2 separate regions of the Pan troglodytes genome follow, and region 1 is linked to region 2. Evidence: chromatin contacts called from public HiChIP or PLAC-seq data. All regions are on one chromosome and are shown on one strand. The core of a region is the stretch at or near the end of the contact, and the rest is flanking DNA. Distances in the headings are between cores, read along the strand shown. Region 1 holds the start of TAF10 (TATA-box binding protein associated factor 10). Region 2 holds the start of TRIM3 (tripartite motif containing 3).

Region 1 (7,199 bases), core at 1,987-4,486, 140 kb before region 2:
GGCCTTCATACCAGGTACATGTGTTTGTGTGGATGGATGCAGGGTAAGAGTGAGGATGGGGGATCCTCAGTTCAGCTGACTGCTGGGCAGGCCACATGCCAATACTCACTCAAAAATGCCTTTCAGGAGGAAGCTGTAACCAAGTTCCTGAGCTCTAGCCCCCACCTGCCACCATCCAGTTACTTCAATGCCAGTGGCCGTGCCTACCCAGATGTGGCTGCACTTTCCGATGGCTACTGGGTGGTCAGCAACAGAGTGCCCATTCCATGGGTGTCCGGAACCTCGGTGAGAATCAGCCCATCTCCAAACTCTCACTCAGGAACTACCCTTACCCCCTAACACCTTGAACACCTTGCACCTAGAACCCCTGACTCCTTAGAGATGTCTGATACTTTAAAGCATCACTTCCAAAAAGTCCAATCACTCAGAACGCCTGACCTCTACTTGCACCTTCACTCTTGTAGGCCTCTACTCCAGTGTTTGGGGGGATCCTATCCTTGATCAATGAGCACAGGATCCTTAGTGGCCGCCCTCCTCTTGGCTTTCTCAACCCAAGGCTCTACCAGCAGCATGGGGCAGGACTCTTTGATGTAAGTATGGAAGGGAAGGGTGTGGACGTTTTCAAACAACTATGGGGAGTGCTAAGGGGGACTTGGGGGCAGTTAGGGTGGTGTGGAATAGCCTCTGAAATGTGAGTACAGGGTGAGGAGATATACTCTTTAAGTACTGGTACTAGTAGGCCCAGATCTGATGCCAGCCTCCTCCCTAGGTAACCCGTGGCTGCCATGAGTCCTGTCTGGATGAAGAGGTAGAGGGCCAGGGTTTCTGCTCTGGCCCTGGCTGGGATCCTGTAACAGGCTGGGGAACACCCAACTTCCCAGCTTTGCTGAAGACTCTACTCAACCCCTGACCCTTTCCTATCAGGAGAGATGGCTTGTCCCCTGCCCTGAAGCTGGCAGTTCAGTCCCTTATTCTGCCCTATTGGAAGCCCTGCTGAACCCTCAACTATTGACTGCTGCAGACAGCTTATCTCCCTAACCCTGAAATGCTGTGAGCTTGACTTGACTCCCAACCCTAACATGCTCCATCATACTCAGGTCTCCCTAGTCCTGCCTTAGATTCCTCAATAAGATGCTGTAACTACCATTTTTTGAATGCCTCTCCCTCCGCATCTCATCTTTCTCTTTTCAATCAGGCTTTTCCAAAGGGTTGTATACAGACTCTGTGCACTATTTCACTGATATTCATTCCCCAATTCACTGCAAGGAGACCTCTACTGTCACCGTTTACTCTTTCCTACCCTGACATCCAGAAACAATGGCCTGCAGTGCATACTTCTCAATCTTTGCTTTATGGCCTTTCCATCATAGTTGCCCACTCCCTCTCCTTACTTAGCTTCCAGGTCTTAACTCCTCTGACTACTCTTGTCTTCCTCTCTCATCAACTTCTGCTTCTTCATGGAATGCTGACCTTCATTGCTCCATTTGTAGATTTTTGCTCTTCTCAGTTTACTCATTGTCCCCTGGAACAAATCACTGACATCTACAACCATTACCATCTCACTAAATAAGACTTTCTATCCAATAATGATTGATACCTCAAATGTAAGACGCGTGATACTCAACATTTCATCGTCCACCTTCCCAACCCCAAACAATTCCATCTCGTTTCTTCTTGGTAAATGATGCTATGCTTTTTCCAACCAAGCCAGAAACCTGTGTCATTTTTTCATCCCACCTTCAATCAACAAGTCCTCAATCAACAAGTCCTACTGACTGCACATCTTAAATATATCTTTATCAGTCCACAAGTCCTTCCAATGATATTTCCCAAGTATATCTAGAACTTATCCACTTATATCCCCACTGCTACTACCTTAGTTTAGGGCTATATTCTCTTGAAAAAAAGTGTCCTTACTTCCTGCCAATCCCCAAGTCATCTTCCAGAGTAAAATGCAAATCCCATCAGGCCACTTGGATGAAAACCCTTCAAGGATTACTGGATAGAATTCAGGCTTTCCCCTCCCCCCCCAGTCATAGCTCACAAACCTTCCTTGCTATTTGTTCTTAAGTAAAAAATCATTTTTCCTCCTCCCTCCCCAAACCCCAAGGAACTCTCACTCTTGCTCAAGCTGTTCCGTCCCCTTACCACCCCTGATACAACTGGCAGGTTAATTTCCAGAATTCTTGCAAGACTCAGTTCAGAAGTCACCTTCTTTCGTGAATGTTTTGATTCCCTGAGGCTACTTTATTTTGGTATGGCTGAAAAATCCTAGATTTTCTAAACAAAACCTGTTTGAATCTTGGTTCTGATATGGACTAGGAGAGAGACTGGGTCAAGTAAGCTTATCTCCCTGAGGCTGTTTCCTCGTCTGTTAAGTGTGAATATCAATACCTGCCTTTCATAATCACCAGGGAATAAAGTGGAATAATGTTGATAACAGTGCTTGGCACCTGGAAGTAGGTGGCAGATGTTAACGCCCTTCCTCCCTTGCACTGCGCCCCCCTGTGCCTACCTCTAGCATTGTAACGACCACATAGTATTGAAATGGCCAGTTTACTTGTCTGCCTTCCTTTCCAAGACCGTTGGTGCCTAGAGGACTAGAATCGTGTCCTATTTAACTTTGTATTCCCAGGTCCTAGCTCAGGAGTTGGCAAATAAGAATTAAATGTCTGCTACACTGAAAACCTCACGCCTCTCATTCGTTGTGATTTTTGCAATATGTTGTTGACTCAGGCTGAAACTCCTCCTCCTACAGCAGCACTGTGTGCCGCCCCACTGCTGCCCCCACCTCTCGGGGCAGTTGGTGGAGAAGAGAGGGGGCTTTCCAAATCCACTATGAATCCTTAAAAGGCTGAATAAGGGAACTTGAAAGGATGCAGACAGGCAGGCAACTCGTAGTCGAGGGACGTAGGGCCATAAACCTCGAAGCCAGGTCTTGAGCGTCAGACAGAATGAGATGTCCCAGAGCGGCGGAGGAGAGCCGGACGCACGCTGGTTCCGGTCTGGACGGAATCGCCGCGGAGCACGGCAGAGGCTAGGGCGGAATGGCTACGGCAGCGCAGTTCGCCAAGGCTCGGTCTCCGCCCTGCAGCCTATTTCCTCTAACCCGCAGATGCACTACGGGAGGAGGCGGGGAGCGGGCTGGAGAGCACTAACAGAGACAGGCGGGGCGGGTCGTGGGCGCGTGACGTCACCCCGGGGTGTGCGCGGCGGGAGCGGAAGCGGAAGCGGCTCTGTTCGCCGCCTCTCCCACCGGCCCGATGAGCTGCAGCGGCTCCGGCGCGGACCCCGAGGCGGCGCCGGCCTCCGCCGCCTCGGCCCCGGGCCCGGCGCCCCCGGTCTCGGCTCCCGCCGCGCTGCCCTCCAGCACCGCCGCGGAGAACAAGGCCAGCCCCGCGGGGACAGCGGGGGGGCCTGGGGCTGGAGCAGCTGCTGGGGGCACGGGACCCTTGGCGGCGCGGGCCGGGGAGCCAGCTGAGCGGCGTGGGGCGGGTGAGGGCCGGGACGGGTGAGGGCGAGGGCAGCGTCTTGGACTGGGTCCAGCGGCGGGTGAGGGCAGAGGGTATAGACAGACCTAGCTGGGGCCCTGCGCCTCCCACCTCTGTGTCTCATTTTGCTGGTTCTCCTCCAGCTCCGGTGTCGGCGGGTGGCGCGGCGCCCCCGGAGGGGGCCATATCTAACGGGGTTTACGTACTGCCGAGCGCGGCCAACGGAGACGTGAAGCCCGTGGTGTCCAGCACGCCTTTGGTGGACTTCCTGATGCAGCTGGAAGATTACACGCCTACGGTGGGCTTCCGCCCGAACAAGGCCACCTAGCCTGCTGTCAAAACTTTCAGCCACATCGTGCTTTTCGGCGTTCTCTTACATTTGCTCCCCTAGTCGCTCTTCTGTGTTTGCCCTCTGCTCACCCAAACTGTGAGCTTCCTGATAACCAGGCCTATCCATTTCCCTCACCCTCCTCCCGCTCTGCTGACAGTTCTCTTAATTGATTTCTCAGATCCCAGATGCAGTGACTGGTTACTACCTGAACCGTGCTGGCTTTGAGGCCTCAGACCCACGCATGTGAGTAAACCCAGGGCAGGTTAGTTTTGGGTGCTTGTGCAGTATGTTGTCCATCTCCTTCTCATCTAAGTTTTTTCTCCCTAGAATTCGGCTCATCTCCTTAGCTGCCCAGAAATTCATCTCAGATATTGCCAATGATGCCCTACAGCACTGCAAAATGAAGGGCACAGCCTCCGGCAGCTCCCGGAGCAAGAGCAAGGTGTGAGGGGAGGCTTAATGAATCAGTAATTACCTTCCACAACAGTGGAGGCTTATCCTGCCACCCCTTTGGGGAAACTGAATCGTAGGGGAGGTGTAAGACTTACTCAGGGTCATCCATCTGGGATTGAAGTCCGGGATTCCTGTGCTCAGTTGGTGCTCTTCCCTCTTCCCTCAGGACCGCAAGTACACTCTAACCATGGAGGACTTGACCCCTGCCCTCAGCGAGTATGGCATCAATGTGAAGAAGCCGCACTACTTCACCTGAGCCACCCAACCTAAATGTACTTGTCTGTCCCCATGTCCCCACACCAGCCTGTTTTCATAATAAACTTTATTGTGACAGGCGGGGCTGATCCCTCCCATGTTGGGAGACACCATGTGGCAAGTGACAAAGCTCTGAGCCCGCCCCTCTTGGGGCCACAGTGGTAGGGATGGGGGAAGGGGATGGACCCCATGGCTGGGGTAGTACCATGACTGGAGGCGGGGGAGGCAACCAGAGGCCTGCTGCTTTGGGGAGGTGCATTCCCCCAACCATGTCCCGACACCTCTGGAGTTCAGGCAAGGACCTTCCAGTCCTACTTGTCCTGCATCTTCTCAAGGATAGGCACAATCATGTCAAATTTGGGTCGCTTTGCAGGGTCTTCATTCATGCAGATCTTCATGAGCTTACACACATGAGGGGAAATACCTGGTGGGATGGTAGGCCGAAGGCCTTCCAATGCCACCTGCGAATACAAGAAAAAAAGCAGCCTCACAATTTGAGTCTGTCATGTAGAGAGAAGCCACTGGCCCTTGGGACAGGATTACTGTATATCCGAACAAATATGTGAGGAGCCAAGGCCCACTACAGTTATTTTCACCATCACCAACCACTCCCGCAACACAAATGTATGCTGTTGTGCTCTCACCTTCATTCCAATCTCCATATTGGAGAGGTCAGCAAAGGGTACCTCCCGTGTCACCAGTTCCCACAGAAGCACTGCAAAACTCCACATGTCTGCTGAGCGTCTGTTTGTGTCTTCAGGCTTCTTCTGCAGAGCTGGAGAGATAGGGCTTGTCTGTTCTGGCCCCCTGGCCTGGCCTGTCTCTGCCCCCTTCCACTACTTCTGAGGTGGTCCTTTTTTACCTCCCGACATGATGACTTCACTCACCTTCAGGGGCTACCCAGGCAGGTGCATACATGCGACCAGGACATTGGAAAGAGAACTTGACATCAGCCATGCTAATTCGGGCAGTCATGTCCTCATCAATCTGAGGAAGAGAAAACAGATAGAAGGAGGTAAGTCATAGATAGGCAAAGGGCTTTTGGGGCCTGGGCCAGGAGTGAGCTTGTGGCCTCACCATTACACTACGGCTATTGAGTGCATGTCGTGGGATGAGGGGCTCTAGTGTGTGTAGGAAGGCCATGCCCCTTGCCATGTCCAAAGCAAACTTCACAGCCTGGCTCTGGTCCACGACGAAATCTGAGAGGAGGCAAGAGTCAAATAGTTCAGAGAGGCTCATGCACCCTCTCTGCCATTTCCTCCCCAAGGAAATTCAACATCCCTACTCACTGGTGCCTTCATGTAGTACATTGTAGAGGGATCCATATGGCATCCAGTGTGTGATGAGAGTAGGATGAGGAGCAGGTGGAGACTGGCAGGCACCTAGCACTGGGAGCACATTTGGATGCGAGAAAATCCTAGAAGAGGGAGGGAGTGGTTGAGACCCAGTACAAAAGATCTCTTTCAGTGCTATTCAGGGTTCCTTGGAACTAGCAGCTTCCAGGTTACGCCTTGCACTACCTGAGCCGGGGACACTCTTCATTGAAGTCCCTGCTCTTCCTTGTACTCCAGTCTCGAACCTTCAGCACCTTCACGACAATGTCATTGCCCTGCCAGCGGCCCTTCCATAGCTGCAGGACAGGTAGGGGTTAGGAGGCTTGAACTGTTGCTGCCACTTCCTTGCCCACTAACTGGAGGAAAAACTTAAAACAGGTACAAAGCAAGTAATTTATGGGGGTTTAGTGAGGGAAGGGCAAGAAGGGCAGGGGTCACCTCTCCGGAGTGATTCTCGTTGAGCTTCGTCAGGAAGTTAAGCTGTTTGAAGTCAATGCCAGAGTGTTTGTTCAGGGTTCCATTTCCTAAGAGTGTGGGCAGGTCAGGTACCCAGCTTCACCCTAACCCAGCCCCAAGAGGCCAGGATTATTTCCTTTTACAACCCTTCTTCCCACAGTGGTGACTCACGGGGCCGAGTGCGGGTGGTCCCCTTCCAGAATGTGTCCTTGTATGGAATACGGTTGAGATTCTGGCCCATCTTCTCTGCCCGCTCTAGGGAAGAAAAACAACCTGAGCTGTGGTACAGAGGGAGAAGACAGGTGGGAAGGGACGAGAGGACACAAGCTAGGGGATGGGGAGATGGACCTCGGAGAAGCTCTCTCAGGGGTGCCTTGGCTTTGTCCACAGGCATCTCTCCATACTTGTTACAGATGCTGACAAGGGCCCCATTTGCCACCAGGTCCTGGAATGAAAAGGCCATTATGATGAGAGCCACTGCTACCTCGCTGGCAGTCACTGAACCAACCATGAATGCACAAATGTAGAACTTAATCCTGTAAGTGTCACACAGTAGTACTGACAGAATGGGTTGAGGGTTCCAAAATCTCCCACCCAGGCTCAGACTTTACTTCCTACCCATCTCAGGAATTAAGGGCTGAGTACTCACCTCTGCCACTTGATCTTGGCCCCAAAAACAGGCATAGTGCAGGGGCACATTCCCATGTTCATTCACTGCATTGATGTCTGCCTTGTACTGCAATAGCTGGACCCCATGGCCAGACAAAAAGAAGAGGCAGAAAGTACAGTCAGTTCCAAATGAGATACTGGTGTCAGGGCATGGGAAAAGGGGGAAGAGTACACATACTTTCTACTGTATGTTACAGTGCCTGTGACTGA
Region 2 (6,956 bases), core at 2,121-4,620:
CATAGACCCTCAAGAAGGGCGCCTGAGTCCAGCCTTAGCTGACCCTGCTGGACCCCCAGATCAAGGTGATGCACAAGCAGCTGCTGCTCTTCCACAATGCCGTGTCCGCCTACTTTGCTGGGAACCAGAAACAGCTGGAGCAGACCCTGCAGCAGTTCAACATCAAGCTGCGGCCTCCAGGAGCTGAGAAACCCTCCTGGCTAGAGGAGCAGTGAGCTGCTCCCAGCCCAACTTGGCTATCAAGAAAGACATTGGGAAGGGCAGCCCCAGGGTGTGGGAGATTGGACATGGTACATCCCTTGTCACTTGCCCTCTGGCTTGGGCTCCTTTTTCTGGCTGGGGCCTGACACCAGTTTTGCCCACATTGCTATGGTGGGAAGAGGGCCTGGAGGCCCAGAAGCTGCTGCCCTGTCTATCTTCCTGGCCACAGGGCTTCATTCCCAGATCTTTTCCTTCCACTTCACAGCCAACGGCTATGACAAAACCACTCCCTGGCCAATGGCATCACTCTTCAGGCTGGGGTGTGCTCCCTGACCAATGACAGAGCCTGAAAATGCCCTGTCAGCCAATGGCAGCTCTTCTCGGACTCCCCTGGGCCAATGATGTTGCGTCTAATACCCTTTGTCTCTCCTCTATGCGTGCCCATTGCAGAGAAGGGGACTGGGACCAAAGGGGTGGGGATAATGGGGAGCCCCATTGCTGGCCTTGCATCTGAATAGGCCTACCCTCACCCACCCACCCAGTTTAATTGTGCTTAGAGCCCAAGAAGATTGGGATCTAGCACTAGGAATAAACCTTTCATAAAAGCAGGCCCAGCGAGGTCAATTTGTCGGGGACTCTAGGAGGGTGGCCTGGGTGGAGACAAGCTCAGTCTAATCAAACACCAGAACCCTATCAAGTCAAAAGAGCTGGGGCCAGGCAGCTGAAGTCACAGGTTTCAGAGATGGTTTGAAGGCCCAATCTTCTCTCCCAGCCTCAGTTGGAGCCAAAGCTTTGTCCTTTAGCCAGCACCAAGATAGCTATGGATCTTAAGAGCACCAGATCCAGAGGGGGTTGGGTTTGCTGACCTTCATCATGCATTCATTCATACAGCAAATATTTACTGAGTGCTTTCATTTGCCAGGCACTGCGTTAGGCCCTGGGGAAACATCAGTGAATAAAACACGGTCCCTGCCCACAGTGCTTAGGGCCTACTGGGGGAAAGAAACAAGTAACCAGGCAACTACAAAACAGTGATAAGTATTAGGATACAGAAGTACAGAGGGCGCTGTGGGAGCACAAAGGAGGGGCATCTGGCATGGACTGGGGTGGAAATGGGGATGTCAGTTTGAAAGCTGAGACCTGGCCAGGTGCGGTGGCTCACTGCTGTAATCCCAGCACTTTGGGAGGCCGAGGCGGGCGGATCACCAGGTCAGGAGATCAAGACCATCCTGGCTAACACGGTGAAAACCCGTCTCTACTAAAAATGCAAAAAAATTAGCCCAGCACGGTGGCTGGCGCCTGTAGTCCTGTAGTCCCAGCTACTCGGGAGGCTGAGGCAGGAGAATGGTGTGAACCCGGGAGGCGGAGCTTGCAGTGGAGCCAAGATTGCGCCACTGCACTCCAGCCTGGGCAACAGAGCGGGACTCCATCTCAAAAAAAAAAAAAGCTGAGACCTGAAGGGTGAGTAGATGACAAACAGGCAGGGTAAAGGGAAGAGCATCCCAGGCAGAGAGGCTAGCATATAATGAAGGCTCTGAGTAGGAACTGGGAGGAATTACTTGGAATGAAAAATAAAGAGGGAGTGGCTAGATGAAGACTGCAGGCTGGTTAAGGACTTTTGCCCTCTGGAGAAGGAGCTGAGAAGTGTTTTAAGCAGAAATTTGACTGCATGGGAGAAGTATAGAGTTGAGAAAAGTAGTCCTCTGAGGCTTAAGATAGTGTCATCTAGACTCCAGTTCCCTCATCTTGGGTAGTATAGTAGCCCCAGCCCAAAACTGCAAGCATGATCCCCGTCTGGGTTTCCTTCACAAGCACTGGAGCATCCTGTGCTATGTGCTGAACTCAGGTGGATAAGAGGTTGAGGCGGTTCCCAAAGCTCCTGCTGCACCCAGGTGTTGAGCCTAAATCTGAACCTTGTGGAGAGGTCACAAGAAAGATCCCTAACAGCACTTTGGTTTAGTCAGGGCTAGGTGTCATCACCTGTATGCCCTTTGGCCAAGGAAACCAGAATTTTTCAGGATTCTACCCACCTCTGGAAGGCTGGAGGAAGGGGAAGACCCACTCAGCAGATTCCCATAGTGCAGGGATCCTCACAGGCATGACTTTGCCCTTTGTCATGGATACTGCAGCTCCCAGACAGTCTTCTGGGCTTTGGTCAGCCTGCAATCATCTGACTAGAGCTTGATTTTTGGGGCAGGGAAGGTGGTCCTTATATGAGCTGCTACTTAATGGGCCACTGGGGATTTTTCAACATGAAAGGTACTGAGTCTCCAAATGCTGGTTGTAGGGCCTAAAAACAGGGCTCAACTCCAGGTTCTGCCACTTTCTAGCTGAGTGATGAGGGCTAACGTCTGGGGAGCAAGATCCCTATTTTTTCCCATTGTAAAATTGGGCTAATAAAAGATGCTATCTGCTGACTATTAAATAATATATGTAAAGTGGCTAGTTCTGTGTCTGGCACATAATAACCACTCAGTCCCTGTAAACTGTTACAATTATTTTCCACTTGGGGCTGCTTTTTGCACAAGGCGATGATTCTGAGAATTGTCCAGTGTCTTTGGTGTGAGGAAGGGAGTCGCTGGATGGTCTGAACCAGAATTTCCTCAGGAGGGGGCTCCTGAAGCGCCCAAAGCCTAATCAAATCCCCCACCTTTATACCCCTTAACTCCTTCTCCCAGAGTTCTGGGTACTGCCCTTCTGCCGCCCAGAGATCGTGCTGAGGTACAGACGGTTTCTACGTCTTCCCGGTCAGCCGATAGACTAGCATATTCCATAGGAGCACTCCAAGGAAGCCGGAAAGGGCGCCTCCAGGAGGCAGGCGGCCCAGACAGGCTCCCAGAGTCCGAAATCCCTGCTGCCCCAGCTGCCTTTTCTTGACGGAGTCTCATCTCAATCCCTGAGACCGACTACACCGCCCTTCCCGGAGCCGGAGGCAGCTGGCGGAGATCCGGGATCCGAGATCCGGGATCCGGCTCGCCGGCTCGCCGGCTCCCTAGCAGCACCAAGAAGGCAGCGTCCGCAGGAGGTGGAGGCGTTGGCGGGGGGGGCGTGCGGGTGCGGTAGGGGTGGGCAGGCGGGGTGGGCGGGGCTTCCGCGGCGGCGGGCGGGGCGTGGGTGGGTCTTCCCTACTGGAGTCACCCCCTCCCCCGGCCGGTCCGCAGCCCCGCCCCGGCCCCTCCCTCCGGCCTGTGCGGCTAGTCCGGCGGCGGCGCCGGCGCGGGGACAGGCGGAGGCGCGGGCAGGGCCGGGCGGACGGGCGCTGGCAGCAGTAGCAGCGCCGCGGGCCCTTCAGAGTGGCCGCAGTCCGGGCTTTGCCCTCGCATCCTGTTCCAACGCGGTGAGTGCGACGGGCGGGCCCCAAGGGTGCGTTTGTATTCCTGTCAGCCCGGGTCTGGGTCGGAGCGTCTGTGGGTGGGGGCACAGATGATTTTCAAAAGCTGTGCCTCTCTCTGCCCACGTGAGGCGTGTCCATGTCCGTGAGAGCAGCAGGGGGATTCTTCGGGCTGTGGCTGCTCACGTGAGGTCCCTGTTTTGAGGCGGGGAGGCGCGGGTGGATGGGTGATGGTTCCTCGGGGGAGCGCGGGGTTTGGGAGCTTGTGTGTGTTGGCGGAGGGTGCTGAACGCTGCGGCCGAGGGTGGTGGTGGTGGTGCGTGCTGAGTGGGACTCTGGAATATTGTGGCCCATCTTGTCTGAAGGGCTCTTTTCTCCCTGGTGCAGACACCTCCACCCCTTGCTCCCCCACCCCCACCCTACCCCACCCCCCGCCCCTTCCATCCCTGGTACCCACAGGCCCACCAGTCAGGATGGAGGACACCCTTTCCTCCCCATGCACTGCTCTGTGGACAGAAAGCCTCATGTGGAGGCTGTTTTTTTGTAGGAAAGGACCCCTCTGGTTCTCCTGTAGCCTGAGCCCTGCCTGGAGGACCCCAGGCCCCTCCCTGGTTCTGACCTCCTCCCTTCTGGAATTGGCTTCAGATCCTGGGCTGCAAACCTGCAGGGACAGATGGTTGCAGGTTGGAGGGGCAGGCTGCACCCCAGGGAGGTCAGTTCGACTGAGGGCAGGCCCTGGGCTTGTTCTTGGTGTGGGGGTTCTCTGATGTGGACAACAGAAACTCAGGACTGGCCCTAGCAGGAAGATCACATCTGGGAGGTCACAGCAGGTGCAGAAAACATCACAGGTCTCCCTTGGCCAGTCTGTCTAGCTCACTGGTGCCCATTCATCCCCTAAGCAGGGGATGATTTGCTGCAGAATTGGAATCAGAGCTGCAGGCCTGACAGTAGCCCTGCCTCCTTGGGCTTGTATGCCTCCAGTGACAGAGCACTTGCTACTTTCTGCTGTGGAAAAGCTTCCTTATATTAAGCAGAGGTCTCTCTTCTTGGGACTTTATTCACTTGTCTTGTTACTGCCATTACTTTTGCATCTCTCTCTGATGAAAGGGAACTGCAGAGATTTAAACAGAGCTCTCCTGTAACCAACATATACTGAGTACTTCCTGCGTGCCAGGTACTGCCACAGCCACTTAGGAGACAATGGCATTCTTGCCGAGAGAACTTGAGCAAAGAGTCCATCGTTGGGATAGTATAGCCCAGGTTCAGAAAAGCAGAAAAACCATATGGTTAGAATAGAGAGCGTTCATAGAGTGTCACAGGTGACTTAAAACTCAGCAAACATTTATTTACGGGGGCGAGGGGGCAGGGGGAGTGTGGAGGGGAGGCAACTAAGACCATCCTCTAACACATTTAGCCTAACAGTGGAAACTAGAAGTCAAATCATCGGGTAGTACAAGATGGGATTTAATCATGGGCTCATGGTACAATCTGTGGAGGCCCTTGGCTTGAGAGGGAACCTTGGGAATCTCAGATTTTGAGAAAACATCCCTCTTCTCCCAATTTACAAATAAGGGAATGGGGTTGGAACTTACCTAGAGTTTCACCTTGTGTTAGTGGAGTTAGTTACAGCGTTAGGACTAGATCCTAGATCTCCTAACTTTTTAAACCTAGCCAAATTTCAGAGGCAGAATTGAGGATGTAGTCATAGCTTGTATCTGAAAGGTGAAAGAAAAGGTGTAATTGAGAAGACTACCAGGGTTCTCGCTTGTGTGAGTGGGTGAGTGGTGGTGCCTTTTATTTATTTATTTATTTAGATTTATTTATTTTTAGCATATTTATTTTTATGCTTTTAGGATGTAAAAGCATCATGTATAACCTCTGCCTTTTGGAGATTCGCAATCTTGTCCATCTGTTCCATATTTCTTAGTTTCTCATGTTTCTGTTTCTTTACTCACTGTTTTCCCAATGTACGTATCAATGTCCTGTTTGTCTCTCAAGACCCAGCTCAAATACCCCTTCCTCTGGAAGCCTTTTTTATTCTGTACCATCCTCAGAGTTAGGTACTTCCTCCAGTTTGCTGCTGTAGCAATTTGAACATGTCAATATCATGGTACTTATCACATTGTAGTTACGTGTTTCCATTTCTGTTTCTCACATTAGTCTAAAAACTTGTGAAAGACAGGGAGTGTGTCTAATTCAGCTTTGTGTCTCTATTTCACAGCTGAAGGACCTGGCCCACAGTGTGCCCAGAGAAGTTTGATTGAATGGTTCATTCACTTTACTCAGTCTGGCAATGTTGGGGGAGATGGCCATGAATTTCATTGCTTTCCTTCCCTGCCAATCTTATTTAAAGGATTCATTGGCTTTAAGGACTTTGCCTCATCCAAGGCTTCATTTGTTTCAGAGAAAGCCCAAAGACTGTAACCTGCAGTCATTTGTCATTTTTTTGAGGTCTCAAATGATCAGATAAACCTGAAAGCTAGTGAGTAGACGTGAGTTATTTTAGCAAGCAAATGAGCCTAGCTGACCTCTCGCATCCATTTTCAACAATGCCTTGGTTACCTCCATTCACAACTGTGTAACTCATGTGTACTGGGAATCGTGTGAGATTGTAGGAGGAAGTCCTGGGGAAAATTAATGCTATTTGAGAATTTGGAGAAACTGAAAAGCCTTGAAACACATCCTTTGCAGATGTCCAGGATCTAGTGGAGTCAGCACTGGCTGTCTTCATTTGTTCACAATCAGCTTCTTGCTTGACTCCCTGCATCTGGCTTCCTGTCCTCCATCCCCTGCAAACCACGTGCTCTGAGGTTAATGAAAGCCTCTTTGGGGCTTAAATAATGGGACCTCTGCAGCATTTCACTCCCTTGTTCATGAAGTTCTCTTCTCCCTTGGCATTCATGACATCTCTTTCCTGATTCTCTTGCTTCTCTGGTTGTGCCTTCTCAATCTTCTTTGCAGACTCTGCTTCCTGGGCCTATCTCTTAAATATTGAGGTTCCTTGGGGCTTGGTGATAGGCCCTGCTTTCTCTCTTTACCCTCTCAGGGTAATGACATCCACGTCCATGGCTTCAGGAACCATCTCTGCACCAACATCCACATTCATGTCTCCAGGCCAGACCTCTCTCTTAGGCTTCAGCGTATCTTTCCAACTGCCAGCTGGACCTCTCCACTTGAATTACATCCCATAGGCACCTCAGATTCATCACATTAAACAATGAACTCTAGCTGGGTGCTGTGGCTCATGCCTGCAACCCCCACACTTTGGCAGGCCAAGGCAGGAGGATTAGTTGAGCCCAGGAGTTTGAGGCTACAGTGAGCTATGATCATAACACCACATTCCAGCCTGGACAACAGAGTAAGACCCTGTCTCTTAAAAAACAAAAACAAAAATGAAAAAACCTTTAAAGATAAACACCAAACT

The links. HiChIP or PLAC-seq counts read pairs in DNA pulled down with a chosen protein or histone mark.
Region 1: an H3K4me3 HiChIP or PLAC-seq map of stem cell-derived excitatory neurons shows a contact between it and region 2, with 4 times the contacts expected there. The contact joins the promoter of TAF10 here to the promoter of TRIM3 in region 2. A contact is called at or near these places in 1 of 7 Hi-C or Micro-C datasets (stem cell-derived neural progenitor cells) and 1 of 1 datasets of contacts at active chromatin or transcription factors (stem cell-derived excitatory neurons).

The regions. Positions count from the first base shown.
Region 1 is chr9:10,757,021-10,764,219 of NHGRI_mPanTro3-v2.0_pri, reverse strand. TAF10 (TATA-box binding protein associated factor 10) reads left to right here and starts at 3,236. Exons shown (of 5, transcript XM_016920279.3): 1 at 3,236-3,495; 2 at 3,635-3,789; 3 at 4,001-4,065; 4 at 4,150-4,264; 5 at 4,442-4,608. The coding sequence starts at 3,264. The coding sequence ends at 4,531. ILK (integrin linked kinase) reads right to left here. Exons shown (of 10, transcript XM_054661992.2): 3 at 6,970-7,065; 4 at 6,492-6,575; 5 at 6,051-6,160; 6 at 5,820-5,947; 7 at 5,608-5,729; 8 at 5,418-5,517; 9 at 5,175-5,305; 10 at 4,581-4,991. The coding sequence ends at 4,842. It overlaps TPP1 (tripeptidyl peptidase 1), which reads left to right. Exons shown (of 13, transcript NM_001013007.1): 10 at 1-14; 11 at 127-285; 12 at 465-590; 13 at 770-910. The coding sequence ends at 910. LOC134807232 (a long non-coding RNA gene) reads left to right here and starts at 6,765. Exons shown (of 2, transcript XR_010147124.1): 1 at 6,765-6,858; 2 at 7,187-7,199.
Region 2 is chr9:10,619,092-10,626,047 of NHGRI_mPanTro3-v2.0_pri, reverse strand. TRIM3 (tripartite motif containing 3) reads left to right here and starts at 3,370. Exons shown (of 12, transcript XM_016920266.3): 1 at 3,370-3,538. It overlaps ARFIP2 (ADP ribosylation factor interacting protein 2), which reads left to right. Exons shown (of 8, transcript XM_063782708.1): 8 at 60-809. The coding sequence ends at 215.